3 separate regions of the Mus musculus genome follow, and regions 1 and 2 are each linked to region 3. A link is a contact called in public promoter capture Hi-C data. All regions are on one chromosome and are shown on one strand. Each heading gives the region's core, a stretch centred on a gene start, on an enhancer-like site or on the middle of the called end of the contact. The rest is flanking DNA. Distances are from core to core; before and after follow the strand shown.

Region 1 (4,091 bases), core at 1,588-4,087, 580 kb after region 3:
ACACACACACACACACACACACACAAAGGGCAAATGGTGCAGTGGCTGGGGGAGGGGAAACAGTGAGTGGTTAGGAGATAGGTTATGGAAGACGAAAAGAATTCTAACAAGATGAGTGTGTTTAACTCCCCTGAACTCTTCTCTTTAAAATGATTGAGACAGTGGCTTTGTAGTACGCGTAACTTATCACAACAGCAAAACAAATACACATGGGAAGGACCCTGGATTCGCATTATGGGCACACATGCACATCCATGTTTACGGTTGTATGGGTCACAGTAGCCAGGGGCTAGAACGTGCCATCAATCGAAAGTAGATACAGGAAGAGTGTCCATACACACAATGGAGCTTTGTGGAGTCATGAAGAAAACGGCAATCATGACATTGCCAGGGAAACACACAATGGAGCTTTGTGGAGCCATGAAGAAAACTGCAATCATGACATTGCCAGGGAAAGGGACAGAACCGGGAAATTGTATGTTAAGGGAAACTAGCTAGTTCAGACACAAAGACCCAAGTTTCCTCTTGTGTGTGGATGCTAGTTTTAGAAGTCTGCAAGCCTGTATGTGTGTACTCGTGTAAGTGTGTGCACGTTGGTTACAGAACTTGAGAGGGGAGCAGAGACATAAATGGGGGTGGGGGTGGGACCCATCTGATACAAAAGGAGTGAAGGCAGCTGAGAGGGGCAGGGGACCGAGCAGAAGAGTGGGGGTCATGAGAACAAGCACAATGGCGTACAGATGTGAAACCTATCACCCTGCATGTAAACTAGAAAGTTAACAGGAAAGAGTATCAGACGGCTGTCAGTACAGGGATTAGGAGAGGAACACAGCTGACTGGCCTGACCAGGTTGTTTATATGCCTGTGACAGGGACCAACCTACCAGCTGATACCATAAACAGCCATTTCAGGCATACCTCCTGTGTGCTGGCACTCATACAGGCACTTTATGTGACTTATATTAATATTTAACTCTGTGTGTGTGTGTGTGTGTGTGTGTGTGTGTGTGTGTGTGTGTGTTTTCAGGTACCTGCAGAAGCCAGAAGAGGGCATCTGATCTTCTGGAGCTGGCGTTATGGGTGGCTGTGAGCCATCTAATATGGGTGCTGAGGAGCGAACTCGGGCCTCTGCACAAGCAGTGTGCACTCTTAATCAGTGAGCCATCTCTTGGGCCCCGAGAAGTCAATTAAAAGGAAGAAAGGCACATAAAATCTTCCTCTTTCAGACCTGTAGTTAAAGAAAGTTGTCCCCTGCTATGTGTAGGTCCCGTCTAACGAGCAGGTAGGATTCTACTTTCAGGCACGTGCCCCAGGTGTGAGAGTACCCCAGTGGCATCCTTTAAGGCACATCCAACTCACGGTTGTGGGCAGCCTGTGCCACAGGACAGCTATGGACTCAGGCTCAATACAAAGTGGGAAACTTACCTAATTCTTTGTAACTGACTTTGTAACTCTACCTGGTGCATGCGCATGAACTCGGCAGATGTCAATGAATTGTCACTATGTTCAAAGGTTGGACAGGCCCGGTATACAGTAAACACATCTCTCCGGGAGGTGGGCATAGCTCTTGGAGTCTCGTCTGGTCCCTAATTTACTCTCCAGCCTCTCTCTTACCCTGTCCAAAGTCCATCCACACAATTACAATGTAGTCTGTCTATGGCCAACATTCTATAGCCTAGGCTCTGTTCCTCTAGGTGCCTGGGGTGGGACAGACAGGCACAGCTCACACTCACCAAGCACAGCTCACACTCACCTTTTCTAAGCAGATCTTGCATCTTTGCACAAGAGCAGTCATTGTGGACGGTTACTTCAAAACCCAGGTTTTGGAAGCACTTGAAGAGGGCCCCTGCATCTTTGTCCGTCCCATTCCGGACGTCCATACCTGTGGGGGTAAGGCAAGGAGTGGGGTGAACAGGCTCTAGTCAGATCAGGTGCCGTGTGGGCTCCAGCAACACTCCCTGAAGCAGAAACAACACTTCTCAGCTCAACCACACACGTGAGACCAGAGGCAAACTCCAAAGGACCCAGCCTCCACTCAAGGTGAGCTTCTTCATGGTCTTGGGATAGCCAGGTCTGGCTGTCAATGTCACACGGTCTAGAACCACCCAAGGGAAAAAAAAAAAAAAGGCCATTTTATCCCAGCAACAGGAAAGCAACTAAGGCAGGCTCCTACAGTACATAGCGGGACCTCAGACTGAAAATTCTCTCATGGAGAGCCGCTGGCACTGCCGCCCTCTGACGAATGTCTGGTAAAGTGCGGAGGACGTGGGAGGGTCAGGAGGGCTTGGCCCGGCCCCTCACCCACCTGTCGCTTTGTCGAAGTTCTTGTTGTTTATGATGATGCATTTACCCATCTTCTGGAAATCCATGCGGTACAGATAAGTGGGCACTCGGTCCCGGCCGGTCCTGACGGGGCCCGCAGAGGCATTTCTCTTCTTCTTCCTTGGGTTACAGAAAGTCAGTTAGAGGCTGTGGAAGCAGTCTGGGCAGCCGTGTTGAAGACCCAAGGTGGACAGATGGTTCTGTTTCACTGTCATGTTTAAATGGAACAAGGCTCCAGGGTCAATTTCAGTAGACGTCAAGAAATGCAAATCACAGTCACAATTATGCTGGTGCAGTGTGCGTCCCAGAGTGGCCACACTGAGAGAAATGGAGTCTGCCAGGCCCTTGTAGGGATGGTGGGGGTCCACTGGGTAAGGCCGGCAGGACACACACTAAGCTTACACAAACACAAACCTTGGGTCAGGCAAAGGTTTACTAAAAGACAGGGTTACACTGTTCACCTTGTCCCAGACAGGAAATAGCCTGCAGTTCTGTTTATGTAAGTAGCTGAACCGAGGAATATTCACGTAACAGGTAAAACAGGCCGAGAATGAGCCGAGACAGCACGCAGCACATGAGTGAACATCACAGACGGAACACAGCAAAGAGCCGATAAACAAAAGACTTCACGCACACTTAAGCACCTCACAGTAGAAGCCAGAGGAAAGCCAACCCCATTTCTTTTTCCTTTATTAAAAAAATGTGGTGTGTGTATGTAATGTGGTGCACACAATGTGTGCGTGCACGTGTATAAGTGTGCTCACCCGCGTGTACCCACGGACACCATCAACATCAGAAGTCTTCTGTATTAATTTTCATCTTTTAAAAAAGACAGGCTCTCTCTGTGAACACGGAGCTCACTGCTTAAGCTAGCCAGGCCTGCCAGTGAGCCGCCCTGATTCACCCTCTCAACTGCCAACCAGTGCCTGGGTTGCAGGCGCTTGCTGCAATGTCTCACTTTTATGTGGGTACTAGGACCAGAGCCCATGTCCTTAGGCTTGCAAGCAAGCTCTTTACCCACTCAGTCGCCATCTCTCCCGCCCCTGTATGTTTTGTATGGATTGGTGATGGTTACAGACACAGGTGGGTAAAAATTCCCAGGTATACATACATTCTGTATGGATGAATATTTCAATGGCATTAACATTAACTTTTCCCCATCCTCCAAACAACTATGGTACTATTAAGCAAAGGCACACAGGGGCTTCATAGGATCAGGGAGAACGCCCAAGGCCAAGGGCACAGTTCAGATCTGGCTGGGATGTGATTCTCTGGGAGTCAGCCTCCTGGTGTGTGCTTCTTCTACATAGCACCTTGTTTGAACAAACACTGCCTTTGATACTGAAATCCAGGGCAGGGCTCCCTCACCTCTCTCAACTTAAATTGGAGAAGCTGGTGCACAATCCCAGACCTTTCATGAACAGGTTCCTCACCCTGTAACTCTCGACCAAGGCAGCTCTAGACTGGCTTTAGCTGGTGCTCTCTGTGAGAGGCCTTGGTAAGAGCCGGGATGTGAAGAAAATGAGAGAAAACGAGAGGCAGGAGGGAAACCTAGTGCTTCAACTTCATTTTAGGGCATAATTCCTGCACCATACAGCTACCTAAAGGCTATCCTGGGACTGTGCGGGTGGCAGGATGGCCCACAGGCTGGAGAACACTTTACTCAGGAATTCCCTTTAAGAGGCACAATTCAACTTCCACCTTCTGTGGAGAGAATCCTATGGTGATGGGCTAGCCAGGTGGCTCAGCAGCGTGACCTGAGTTTCATCC
Region 2 (3,900 bases), core at 1,187-3,686, 550 kb after region 3:
CCCCTGTTGACCTGTGCCTGGTGTGAACACTCCTCTGCTAGCCTGTGCCTGGTGTGACTGCTCCCTTCCTGACTTGTGCCTGGTGTGAACACTCCCCTGCTGATCTGTGCCGGGTTTGATTGCTCCCCTCCTGACCTGTGCCTGATGTGAGCACTCCCCTGCTGACCTGTGCCTGGTGTGAACATTCCTCTGCTAGCCTGTGCCTGGTGTGACTGCTCCCTTCCTGACTTGTCCCTGGTGTGAACACTCCCCTGCTGACCAGTGCCAGGTGTGATTGCTCCCCTCCTGACCTGTGCCTGGTGGGAACACGCCCCTGCTGTCCTGTGCCTGGTGTGAACACTCCTCTCCTAGCCTGTGCCTGGTGTGACTGCTCCCCTCCTGACCTGTGCCTGATGTGAGCACTCCCCTGCTGACCTGTGCCAGGTTTGATTGCTCTCCTCCTGACCTGTGCCTGGTGTGAGCACTCCCCTGCTGACCTGTGCCAGGTTTGACTGCTCCCTTCCTGACCTGTGCCTGGTGTGAGCACTCCCCTGCTGACCTGTGCCAGGTTTGATTGCTCCCCTCCTGACCTGTGCCTGGTGTGCACACTCCCCTGCTGACCAGTGCCAGGTTTGATTGCTCCCCTCCTGACCTGTGCCTGGTGTGAACACTCCCCTGCTGACCTGTGCCTGGTGTGAGCACTCCCCTGCTGACCTGTGCCTTTAGTTAGCATCAGCCCATTCATTCCTCTCCTTGGCTGGCTTGTGAGAACCATGCCAGAGCTATTTGATGACTCCCGTGAGTTTTCCTGGACTTCTTTTCAATGTGAGAGTGCCATTGCCTAGAGAAGTAATTAGGAAGGGGTGCTTTTCAGCATCCCCTTTTGTCTGGTCTCTGCACATGTGAGACTTGGGCATCCATGTATACAGCATTTAGCCCAGCATGTAATGGTGCAGAGAACCCACATAAGACTGTTCTTTGTTAAAAAAAAAAAAAAGGAAGTTCCTGATAAAATACTTAACTGTTTTTAAAGCCTTTATAGTTTGTTAGGGGAGGGCTAAAATCTTCCTGATAGCACCGGTTTGAGAACATCTGCTGCTTTACAGTTTGTACAGAAACTCTGCTTGATCCTTCCCCAGCACCAGAGCTCTGACTGGTGCCAAGGAGACTGTAGGCACGCCTGACCCTGAGCACCACCAATGGTATTTACACAGCTGTGTAATACGCTGTGACTTTTGGGTCTCAGAACTAGCCTGTACTGAAGGGGCTTATTTCACAAATGGAGACCTGCACGTGAGAGAGAAAGAGCAAGGTGAAGTGTATCTAGCTCCCCAGGCAGAACACACAGGGCTCCACATGGATGCACACGGATCCTTCCAATGGCACCACTTTCCTAGCGCACTAAGCCTGGTAAAGTGTGCTTTGGGGGCAGCTCTAGCCTCATGATGCCCACAAAGGACTCCAGTGTTGCCTATGGGGACTACTTTTCTGTTCCCGAGAATGCTGGTTACCAGGTCCTCTCTGTCTCAAATAATATTTGAGGGTCAATAATAGCTAGCATTTATGGTATGCATACTACATCCTGCCGTGCACCTAGAGTTTAAATTATTTTTACAATTCTGTACCATCCAGTCACAGACAAGGAAACAGCCATTAGAGAGATTAAGCAACTAGTCTCTACAGAATTAAGGATTCAGAACACGAACCAGATTCTAACTTGAAAGTCAGTCTTTTTCAGGATAGTGGTACTTCCTGCCCGTTCAACAAAGGAGAATGTGTGTGGCATAGTGGTACATGGCTTTAATCCCAGCACTTGATGGGTAGGGGCTAGAAGATATCTGTGAGTTCTAGGCCAGCCGGGGCTCCTTTGTGAGACCCTGTCTCAAAAACAGACAGACAGACAGACAGACAGACATGATGGGTGGATGACTGACAGACAGACAGGTAGGCAGGCAGACAGAGATGACAGATGGATGACAGACAGACAGACAGTCAGGCAGGCAGGCAGACAGACAGACAGGGAACAGAGGATGCGATCTCTTTCCAGTTTTTCTTATAGTTCTTGTCACTGGCCCCGAATAAGCAGACACGCCCCATGCCCCCCCTTCCCCATCTGTTTAGCTCTTCCATCTCACTCTGGAAGAGCTCACATTTGTACCCTGGCCTGTTATTGTCATGCCAGTTGGAAGTTCATAGGTCTGATGCCAAGAGGTCGGTCCCATTTCCCTCTGGTTCTACAGCCTTAGAAGATTAGAAAGAAAAAGCCTAAAATAGCAAGACTGCTCAATTGGAAAATTTCCAGTTTCCCAATTGGCAATTGCTCAATCGTTAACAAGCTCCCGGATCACCACAACCTTGGGACTCCAGACTCTCTGTCACAGTCCGCGAGTACTTACCAGGTCACCAGGTAGTTCTCTGCACCTGCACCGTGTGGCTCCAGAGCTCCTCCTGCTTACTGTGAGCTCTGGTGTGAGGGTGGATTAAGTACCGGCTCTGTTTGAAATGTGAACCAGCAGGAAGTTCTCAACATGCCTTGGGAAGATTTTACTTTTGTCCCCAATACAAATGGAAACTGGGGCCTAAGGGGAAGTCCTGGGCTTTCATTCTTCTTGTGGCTTGGCACAGCATTACACCTGATGTTCCAGGTAACTGGTTTAAAAAAAAAAAAAAAAGCAAATAAAATTTAAAAATTCCTGCAAGACTTTGGACCATAGGAACAATGACTCTTATTGAGGACAATGCTAACCTAGCCTTGACCTTCTGCAGTGACTACCACTGAAACAATTCTCTGCTTCCCACCCAGCCATATCTCACCAACACATCTTCCTTAGGAAGAATTGCTTTGTACCCAACTAGGAAACAAAAGCCCGGCTTCTCTAATACATTCATTCCTTCGAGTAGCTTCCAGGAATATTGGCAAATTCATTCATGATGGAGCAGTTTCTTTGGTGGAGGGAGGGACTAGGCATGCTGTCCAGCACATGGCCCCTTCAAAGCAAGAAACATACACAAACAGTTGCCATTTGACCAGTGCAGTAGTATTGGCCAGCTAAGGGGTTTGCGTGTATTTTTAAACTCATATTATAGGTAGACGAGATGGCAGAGTGCTAATGAGTTACATCACTGTTACATTGTTACATCTTGTTACCTCTAGAAACAAAAGGACATAGTCTTTTACCTTTGTTCCTAGTGCTGAGGTAGCTCAGCTTCTATCAGCTTTGCCACATATTCATTAACATTGTAGTCTTTCAGACTTTGATATCATTAGTCATCAGCATAATAGGATGGATAATTCTCTGTCTCTCTCTGTCTCTGTCTCTATCTATCTCTCTGTCTCTGTCTCTCTCTTCTTTCTTTTTTCTTTGAAACAAAGTCTCTTTGTTTCTGAGGTTAGCCTAGAACTTATTTGGTAGACAAGGCTGGTCTTGAACTCACAGCGTTCCCGGTCTCAGCCTACTGAGTCCTGGGATTACAGGAGTGTGCCACTATGCCCACCTTTGGATGGATAATCCTGACTTTACAGAACCTTCCCTAAAGCATAAGGCTCCCCATGAAAAGCGGAGTACACAGTACTGGTTAGCCTTTGGCAAGGGCTCTTCCTCCATTGTTTACTTCTGCACCACACAGAGGAGGCAGGCCTTGTTGGTTCTCCTTTTGGCAACTCTTCTGGGCTCCAGTCATGCAGAATCAATTTGTCCCCCTGCTGCACAGAACTTGCTTTGTTTGTTTTAGGAGAAACCATTTCTTGAAATATATTTCCTGATATACAGTCAATACCTTAGACCTGGAAACTCTCTGTGGCTTCACAGCCGGTCTTTGTGCAGATGTTACTAGTTAGTGTCTTAAGTAGTTCTTCAACAGCTGTGCTGGTCTCCACTGTGAACTGCAGAGCTATGGATAGCCTGTCACTGTGGTAACAAT
Region 3 (3,672 bases), core at 775-3,274:
CAGGTGTCTGACAGAAACTCAGTGCCTTTCCTTTGTGAAAGTTACAAAGTTGCCAAGGGCAGAGAGGTTCAACAACACCCAGGAGACCACAGGGAGGGCTGGCTGCCTGGAGTTCCTCTTGGTAGTTCTGCCATTTCAGTTTTGTTCTGGAAAAGGGTTGTGAATTGCAGGTTTAGATCGACTTGAACTGCATTTTTAATATTTTGTATGTCTGGAGAGGATTCAGGGAAGCTATAACCAGTTTGGAGACAAGGAAGGGTTAATGAACTTGGCAAGACACGGACGAGAGCCTTGCTGGCCTAGAAGGGGGTGCCATGCTTTCTTGAAGGGCAGAAACAGGTGTCAGAGGATTTGGGGGAACAGCACTGCCCAGTTAATGTCACAGGAAAGCCTGAGGTAAAGGCTGTGAGGGAAGTAGGATTTGGAGTCAGGAAACCTGGGCTCTGCCTGGTTTGTGTCCTGACTCTGTAAAATTACACAAGTCTCACTTCTTTGTGTGCTCGTTTGTAGAGTGGAGACCCTTTAACCCTAGGGGTGTCAGCCAGGGCCAAGCTTTCTTCAGCCTTCAGTGTGAAGGTTAGCTCGGAAGCCCTGCTGAGTGGGGCCTGACCTGCTCACTCAGCTTCAGCAGGCAGGGCAGGAGTCTGGCCAAAAGTGACCAGTGACCACAGACTTGAGGCTTCTTTTCCAATACTGAGCATTTCAAAGAAAACCCAGGGCTCCACTGAGAGTAGTCTGGAACCACCACAGAACGGAGGGTGTGTGCCCTGCTGGGCCATTTGCAAGAGGAAGAAAGGGGTAGGAATGAGAACACTAAGGCAGAAACACAGCTGCTCGACTGTTTGAGGGCTACTGTACAGGAGGCCAGCGGAATACCTCTTCCTACCCTGATTCTCTTGGGAGATGCCCATTCTTGCTGCCAACTGTGTGTGTGTGTGTGTGTGTGTGTGTGTGTGTGTGTGTGTGTGTGTACTTGCATGTGTGTTCATGTGCATGTGGCATGTGGAGGTCTCTGACCTACACACATAAGACTTGGAAGTAGGCATCCCTAGGGCTCCTCCCATGTGACTTTGTCCACCCCCTTCCCCCTAAACTTGTTTATACTACAGGAGACAGACAGCGACCTGCTACCTCAGGGTGAATGGGCAAACTGAAAGGCTGGGGTTTTGCAGCCCTGAGCGAGGCTCCTGGCTGGCTAGGAGGGCTCTGTTCACGTGAGCTGCTGCTCTAACTAGGAAAAGTGTTTGTGCAGATCGCTGGGCGGAAGATCTGCAGAGATCAAAGCTGACTCTGCTGCTCCAAGGAAGCATGAAGGGGGCTCTCGGAAAACAACAAACCTTCCCTAAGTGTATATTCCGGGCCTTTGTCGAGAGTCCAAGCATGGTTTAAAAAGTGAAATCCGAAAGTTTAAAAGAAAACGTAGCCGGGCGTGGCGGCGCACGCCTTTAATCGCAGCACTTGGGAGGCAGAGGCAGGCGGATTTCTGAGTTCGAGGCCAGCCTGGTCTACAAAGTGAGTTCCAGGACAACCAGGGCTATACAGAGAAACCCTGTCTCGAAAAACCAAAAACAAACAAACAAAACAAACAAAAACCCCATAATCTTTGGAGAGGATTTAGGAATTTGGAAGGATTGGAGGGAATCAAAAGAAAAGGATTAAATGTGTTCCGAGGTGAAAATAACCTCGGACAGGTGCCATCTTTTCTTGAAGACCAGGCTTGCTGAGGAGGCTCCAGACACTGTAATCCTCCTCAGGAAAGCCTAGGCTAAGACGCCCATAAAATCTGGGCTCAGGCAGCAGGCTACAAGGAGGTCATTTCCTGTGCTCTAAAGTGTGCACGATGTACAGGTGCCAGGCAAGGTGGACTGAAAGCCGGCCCCCAGCGGCTTCTAAATTCAAGGAGCTAATCCAGGAGGGCCCAGGATGTGGGCGCACTGGCTTGATGGATCAAGCAGGAGGCGCTCTAGGTCCGTCTCCACCTCCCCGCTGGCCCTCAGTCTCCTCCTCCCGGCATTGGGTTCGCAGTCTCAACACTGGAGAAAACAGATCTTGGTGGAGACCTACGGGAGCTCGCTGTTCCCGGAGTCTTCCCCGGGCTTTGAGGACGTCCCAGGCTCTTTCTTTCGCGCCGCCGCCCTCGGGCCAACTTGGAGGAAGTGATCTGCGTTCGGGACGGGGAGCCCAGTGCGGGGTGCGTGAGGACCAGAGCGCTGATTGTCCTGACCGGCTGTGGAGATCCCTGGCGGGGTCCAGGGCGGCTCGGGTGGAGTCAGGATCGGAGGGCTAGGGGCGCGGCGGCCACTCCGGGAGGTCGGGCGGCGAGCGTGACTTCACTGGGAGGGGCCAGCGCTCAGCGGGGGCGCGGAGCCCAGCGCGGAGTCCAGCGCGGAGAACTCAGCGCGGAGCCGATAGCAGCGCACACCGTGCCCGGGATGGAGCGCTACAAAGGTGAGGGCGCAGGGCGCACCTACTTGCTCCGGGTATCCCGGACTCAGGTGTCCAGAACGGACAGTCTACGCCCAAGGGACCGCAGCCCTAGAGAGGGCGACCGAGGAGTCACGAACAGGGCGGTGGGCTTCTGGGCGTAGAATGCCGTCCGTGCTATTTGATACTCCTGGGCCCCTGGGGCAGAGGTCTCTGCTTGGAGGTCAAAGTGAGGCTTCTCACCTGTTGGAGAACCGAGGGTGTGTCCTGAGCCATCCCGTCACCCCCAGTTTCAGTTTGCCTTGGGGAAAAGATGTCTACAGTCGAGGGGGGCCCTAGTAAGGTCTCAACAGTAAGGGGCTGCTGGGGGCAAAGGGGCGAGTTGTAGGGCTCTTTCTATGGATGCTGCCTTGTTGAGGGGCTTCTTGCAGATTCCCGGAAAAGTCTTGTCCGGTAGCAGAAAAAACTCCTAATGTGGTGGGGTGGCGTGCTATTCTGTTCTTGACAAGGTCCGTCTCTCTACCACTTTGTAACCTGCCTCGCCATGCCCTTTGCGGATCCTGCACCCCAAAGCTGCGTGGGGGGGGTGTGAGTTAGGAGCCCAGTGGACTGCCCAGCAGGTGGAGCGCCCGTAGGCGTCCTGGCAGCTGAGCGAGCTTGGATTTGGCTCTGGCCAGGGATCTTGGCCAAACCATGGTGGGAGGGCCGGTCCGGATATGCCCGAAGGGTTTTGGAGCCCCAGGGCTGGAATCCAGAAACCTCAGATAGTAGGTCCTTTGAAAAGGGGGTTCAAGGTGCTGCCCCTGAGGCAGATGCGTCGGTGCGCCCCTACATGCCTCCCTCTGGGAAAAGGGTCTTGTACTCGCTCTTTTTAGGGGTTGTCTAAGTTAAGCCTGCAAGGGGAAATTCTGCCTCTGCACTTATTTTCCCATGGGAGGGTAATAAGGCAAACGCTCAGGTTGCCAAGGAATCTCGATCTCCCTCTATGGTTTCTTATTTATGGAACTCACATAAGGGAACTGTGCGGGCAGGCTTTAGTTTCCTAACGTAGTCTTTTTAGTGACTCACCTGTGAATGCAGGGTCAGGGCTCTGGAGTCAGCGGGGTAGGGGAGGAGCGCCAGGAGAAATCACTTAGCCTCTCTCCCCCGTCTATCCGGGAGGTCTTGTCTTAGTTCTGATGGAATCTGGTCAGTTTGTGAGGGAAAGGCTGAAGTTGCCCTCATGCAGTCTCGAATATTGGCGGCCAC

The links. Promoter capture Hi-C pulls out the DNA fragments that hold promoters and counts their contacts.
Region 1: a promoter capture Hi-C map of frontonasal cranial neural crest shows a contact between it and region 3. The contact joins the enhancer-like site here to the promoter of Afap1l2 in region 3. A contact is called at or near these places in 2 of 39 promoter capture datasets (cranial neural crest and frontonasal cranial neural crest), 3 of 484 Hi-C or Micro-C datasets (the HL-1 cell line, reprogramming fibroblasts and uterus), 3 of 115 datasets of contacts at active chromatin or transcription factors (astrocytes, embryonic forebrain and stem cell-derived neural progenitor cells) and 1 of 9 other capture datasets (embryonic stem cells).
Region 2: a promoter capture Hi-C map of liver shows a contact between it and region 3, with 2.5 times the contacts expected there. The contact joins the promoter of Plekhs1 here to the promoter of Afap1l2 in region 3. A contact is called at or near these places in 2 of 39 promoter capture datasets (cranial neural crest and liver), 2 of 115 datasets of contacts at active chromatin or transcription factors (embryonic stem cells and regulatory T cells) and 1 of 9 other capture datasets (embryonic stem cells).

The regions. Positions count from the first base shown.
Region 1 is chr19:56,431,592-56,435,682 of GRCm38.p6, reverse strand. Casp7 (caspase 7) reads right to left here. Exons shown (of 7, transcript NM_007611.2): 3 at 2,305-2,441; 4 at 1,753-1,881. Among named protein-coding and RNA genes, the nearest start is that of Gm46657, 21 kb to the left of the region's middle. Within about 2 kb of position 2,837, at least 7 of the 459 cell types and tissues checked have an H3K27ac peak or open chromatin away from gene starts, as enhancers often do. A contact at or near this core is called in uterus, where this site is marked.
Region 2 is chr19:56,460,173-56,464,072 of GRCm38.p6, reverse strand. It overlaps Plekhs1 (pleckstrin homology domain containing, family S member 1), which reads right to left and starts at 2,436. Exons shown (of 13, transcript NM_001164263.1): 1 at 2,376-2,436.
Region 3 is chr19:57,006,927-57,010,598 of GRCm38.p6, reverse strand. Afap1l2 (actin filament associated protein 1-like 2) reads left to right here and starts at 2,024. Exons shown (of 19, transcript NM_001177797.1): 1 at 2,024-2,448. The coding sequence starts at 2,433.